2 separate regions of the Triticum aestivum genome follow, and region 1 is linked to region 2. The links are chromatin contacts, called in public Hi-C maps. All regions are on one chromosome and are shown on one strand. The core of a region is the stretch at or near the end of the contact, and the rest is flanking DNA. Distances in the headings are between cores, read along the strand shown.

Evidence for each region. A called contact is a pair of places that touch in the nucleus more often than the background predicts.
Region 1: a Hi-C map of leaf shows a contact between it and region 2, with 2.6 times the contacts expected there. The contact joins the promoter of LOC778414 here to the promoter of LOC123103920 in region 2. A contact is called at or near these places in 3 of 5 Hi-C or Micro-C datasets (leaf and an unstated tissue).

Annotation. Positions count from the first base shown.
Region 1 is chr1A:106,210,627-106,213,326 of IWGSC CS RefSeq v2.1, forward strand. It overlaps LOC778414 (universal stress protein PHOS34), which reads left to right and starts at 1,390. Exons shown (of 4, transcript XM_044462354.1): 1 at 1,390-1,710; 2 at 2,664-2,700. The coding sequence starts at 1,527.
Region 2 is chr1A:106,075,870-106,078,606 of IWGSC CS RefSeq v2.1, forward strand. LOC123103920 reads right to left here and starts at 1,278. Exons shown (of 3, transcript XM_044525714.1): 1 at 954-1,278; 2 at 597-837; 3 at 321-443. The coding sequence starts at 1,221. The coding sequence ends at 431.

The DNA.
Region 1 (2,700 bases), core at 140-2,639, 130 kb after region 2:
AGACGCCGCCGCCGACGAGAACGCCTAGGGCAGCACGTCATCTTGTTTTTAGTGTTTTTATTAATGTAATGTGGACTTTCGCCGGCCTTCGTGACCGGCTTTTATGTTTAATTAAATGCATATATTTATTTTCAAACTGCTCGCAATATTTTTTTTGGCGCGTCGACGAAATGGGTCGGGCCAGCGTTGGGCGCTCACGCCGACCCAAACACAACGTCGGACGTTTGTGTTGCCGATCCAAGCGGACAAAAAACGAATAAAAACATCATCCGTTTGGGTCGGCCCATCGAAGTTGCTCTTAAACGCTTCCTCGTAAAAAAAAGTAACCAGACCAAACTTTTCGGTGCGAACGGGGGAAGAAACAACCGAAAAGAGGAAAATGCACACACGAGATTGTGACGTGGACCTCCAAATATCCATCGGCACCTTCAGCTGTCCCCATCAGCGCTGGTGATCACTCCAGAAGCATACCGCGCCGTGGCGTGCCATAGTCGTGCAGCACTTGGCATGGTAGTACGCCTGTTGGCATATGGGGCGCCACCCGGTTACGCCGTTTGAGAGAAAGTTGTATGCATATTTTCTTTTAATAAAATAATACATAAAGTCCTTGGATCTTCGCCTCTGTCTGAAAAATATTTAAAAAAAATCCTCACCTTCATCTAAAAAAAAGTAAAAAAGAAAAAAAATCCACAACAGCCTATCAGCGAGTGCCACTTTGCATAACCCTTCATTTAAAAAATACCAGAGATCCTCATCTCCATCTAAAAAAATACATTTGAAAAATAATCCACACTTTCATCTAAAAAAATAACAAAAGATTTCTCACCGCGGCCAACCAGCTTGCGCCACATGGGATAGCTGGTTGGCCGCCCTTCATGGGTAGCTTAATGATTTTAATTTGATGGAGAGAGAGAGAGCGCGTGGAGTCCACACCACCGTTTCAAACTTGGCTTTGATGAATTGGCAGAAAGAAACTTGTCTCTTGTAGAACCTTCAGCCGGACTTTTCGTCAGAGGGGAACTTTTAGTTGCTCTAGAACTGGCAACAAAAATACAGTAATTCAAGTGTCGAGTATGGATATTTTCCAAGTTTCAAAATTCAATAATTCCTTTTCTTTTGCGGGTTAAATCCATAATTCCCCCAAGGAGTCACGAAATCTGTCCATGCAGAAATCATCTTGTACTATACTAGATTACACGCCGAAATCTGTAATAATAATTGCCCCAAGTTTCTGAAATATTTCCAGATTGCGAACAAACATTAGGAGAAAGAAGAATCTTTGCAGGAGGCAGAGAGGGAAATTTCCAAAGGTGTCCCAGCGGGTGCGCATGTGGGCGCCCTCAATCACGCACACATGCCATGTAGCACCGCACCGCGTCAAACAAATATCCTCTGGCCGACAAGAGAAGGCCACCACCGTCGTCGTCGTCCTTAATTGTTCCTGCGTCTCCCAACTTTTCCTTCCAAACAGCGGTGACCTCCACCACCACCCAAGAGCCGAGCGAGGAGAAGAGAAGAGATCGGCCATGGCTGCGGACGGCGAGAGGTGGGTGGGCCTGGCGGTGGACTTCTCGGAGGGGAGCCGCGCGGCGCTGCAGTGGGCGGCGGACAACCTGCTCCGCTCCGGCGACAACCTGCTCCTCCTGCACGTCCTCAAGGACCCCGACTACGAGCAGGGCGAGACCCTCCTCTGGGAGGCCTCCGGCTCGCGTGCGTACCAACCAAACTCCTTCCTCCTCTTCCTCCCTAGTCCTCCTGTTCTTGCTACTGTACCGCAACCAGTTGTGTACCTGTCAGCCTGCTTGCTGCTCCTGATCTTAGTTCCTTGTCGCGCCCACCAATCCCCCCGATCCGTGCTAAGATTCCGATCTGTACGAGCCGCGTCGGCGCAAGGGGTAGCGGTTGCCATGACCCGCACGCGTATGTTCGTGGTCATGTCTGTTGCCTACTTGCTTCTTGTCTTGGAATTAATTGGTCTGCCTTTCGCTGTACCGGAGCATAACACCAGCAATATCCTGCTCTGGTTGTAGAATTTGTTTTGACTGGATTTAGAAGGGGGGCTAGCGAAGACAGAGCATGGCTTGTCCGGGGCGCGGTTGGCAACCGATCCTAGGTGTCGCTTTAACTCTGGAGCAGCGGCGCCGATTTCGGTTTGCCGAACTGACCACTCGATCTAAACTCTGGATCTAACCATTTCTTATTAAGCTCCGGGTCTAACCTGTTTGTTTTGCTAAACATTAACCTGGATGAACAATAGTAATTTGTTGGCGCTTGCAAATTGTAATGACTACACAGGGATCATAGGATTTGCTACACTTCCAATTTAAGCTTCAGAGAACCGTTCTGTCCGCCAATAGGTTTCTTTTTTTTCTTAATGCACAACAGTTATGTTCCAAAGAATCAAGATACTCTATCCATCATTGCGGCTTAGATTATGTTACATTTTTTAATGTACGGCAGCGATAAATATGGACGCATCAATGAGTAAACTAGTTATTCCTGTTCATATAGCGAATTTAACCATGAATGGCTTGTGTGATATTCCTTGTTCATGCAGTTTACATGTGAAAGATCCTAGTGTGCTCACACCTTGTATCAACGTGTTTTACAACTGTGGCCTACTGCTCAGTGCTCACTGTACTCATTTCTTTCTTCCATTTCAGCTTTGATCCCCCTCTCGGAGTTCTCTCACCCTTCAAC
Region 2 (2,737 bases), core at 28-2,527:
GAGACTCTTAGCTCACCAGCAAGCTCGACAGAAGCAACACGGCGCGAAAGCTGAACCTTGCCATCAGCGGCAACAGGCAATCCGTCGCCTCCGAAATCGAGCAACGCGACTTTCATGTGATCTATGCTGGCGGTACTGGCAGTAAATAAACTTCGAGAACTCTCTGTCCATAATCCACTGATAACCCTCACGCTGATCGTGGCCTCCATAGAGTCGATGATGAAGCCAAGTGTCAACTTGAGTGTGGTGAGCTTGCTAGTCTCAAGCTTCTCAACCAAGCGTGAGCGAGTGGGTCTGGAATAGCAATTGTAGGGAATAGATACACAGCTTAAATATTCATCCTCGGATTCACTAGCGCCCTTCACTTTCAGCTTAACCTCAAAGTCCGCACGATCCGACACCACAACAGCACGTGTAGGGCCTGTGAGTTCTAGATAGGGACTCTGCACGAAACAATTAAGTAAATGGGCAACAATGTACAGTTGATGGGGGTATAAAAACAAGCACATTATATACTTATAAATCACATAATAGCAAACAGAAGTTAACTAATTATGTTAACTAATCATTAGAATTTGCCAAGTGAGAGTCCAAACCTCCTCACTGATGGTCTGACGATTGTCCCGTTCACGACTGAAGATAATGTTGTGATTGTGATCCAGCGATCGTGATCCAGCGAGTCGCGTGCGGCAACCATACCAAACACACCTAGCGGCCACTCTAATTTTTGCTGCTCTATTCCCATGACTTCGATTGAAAAGATCTGAAGAGTATCATCCTCCCAGGCGAAGTTGGGAGGCGCGGGCTTATCCGTGTAACGCATGGCTGGGATAGCAGCTGCACGCATAAATACGAGGGATTTTGATAAGCATGTGCATCAATGGCGGTTTTCGTCGTTGCCAAGCGAATTCGGCGGAAGGGCTTACTGAAATCATCGAAGGAGCCGAACATACCGGCATATAGACGGTTCCAGTCACGACGACACCTATCTTCATCAGACTCACACGAGTCTTCGTCATCAGACGATGACGAGTCTTCATAAGAATCCGGTTCCTTCTCCTTCAGCTTATCATAGTACCATTGGATCATCTCGATCGCCTGCTTCTCCGCAATCTCCTGGATCCGGTCGGCCTTATCCTTGTTCAGTACCTCCATCGCCTGACGAATCTCACAAGGTAGGGTTTCCATCCCCTCCCGAAAATCACAGGGGAGGGTCTCCATCGTCGTCGTCGTTCACCGCTCTGCTACCGCGAGAAAAACTTCCTCTCGATTGGTGTCGAATTTTTTTTAGGGGAGATTGGTGTCGGATGATACCGGTTGGCTAGCATAAAAAGCCACAAGAGAGAGGACAGACTTGGTCAGATGTGTTGGGCTTCCCGGCCCATACACAGGGAGAAGCTAAGGCCGCTAAAGCCCGGCCCATCTCGCGGGAGACCACAGCCTCTTTTTTCTGTTTTTTCACGTTATTTTTGTTTTCATGTTTTACTTTATTTTTTTACTTTTGTTTATACTTCCAAATATTCTAAATATAATATTAAAAACACTCTACATTAAACAATTAAACAATGTTAATCTAGCATTTGTAAAACGTTAAATGTGTATAGAAAAAAACGCTTCTCATGTATAAAGAATGTATAGGAAAAATTCAATGTGTCTCACAAAAGTAGACCATGTATTTATAAGTGTTATTCAAGCATTTGAAAAATGTTAATCATCTATTTAGAAAAATTTAAATGTGTATAAAAAATGCCCCCGGTGTATACCAAAAATGTCGAATGCGTATTAAACATTGATAATAAAAAAATATAAATTAAAAAAAAATTTGGTTGTGTATAAAAAGTTAATCATATATTTCAAAAATGATAACCGTGTATAAGACTGTTCCTGATACCAAAAGTATACAATATGTGTGAAAAAAAGTAGTCATCAAATAAACATAGTTAGCGAATCAACCTGTGGTTGGATGCTTAGGAGGATAGTGGTAACCCCAACTCATCTGGGTTCAAGCCCTAGACTTGGTGCTCGCATTTTTCTGGATTTATTTCAGACTTTTCGGTGATGTGCGTTCAGTGGGAGGAGACACTCCCGTCGACTATAAAGACGTCTATGGTGACTTCATCATTCTCAGGATAATGTGCTAGTTCAGTCTCTTGAATGTGCTCATAGAGGGTAGGGTATGAGTGCGTGCATGCGTGTGTTCATAGGAATGAATGTATGTGCGCATGCATGAGCGTCTGTATCTGTACTGTGTTAAAAAATCAAATAAAAATAGTTAAAAAATATTAAGCATGTACAAATTAAAATGCTGCTGGCGTTTATAAAAAACCTAAGAACGTGTATTTAAACTTTTGAACATAAAACATAAATTTTATAAAATGTTGCTCGTGTATAACACATGTTAATCATGTATTTTTATTAAACATGTATTAGAAAGTGTTCCTGATATATACTGAAAATGTACGATATGTATTAAAAAGGTAATCATCAAACATTTTCATAAAATTTCAAACATGAATTAGAAAATTGTTCCTGATGTGTATGTATAATGTATAATTGCGTATGAAAACTGTGAACATGTGTTGAAAATGAAGAAAAATAGTCAAAACGGAAGAAACGGAAGGAAGAAGAAAAATAGTAAAAATGGGAGAAACATAAGGAACAAGAAAAAGCACCCAAGGAATACATAAAACCCGAAGGAAAACGGTGAAAACCGAAAAATGATGAGAGAAAACGAAAA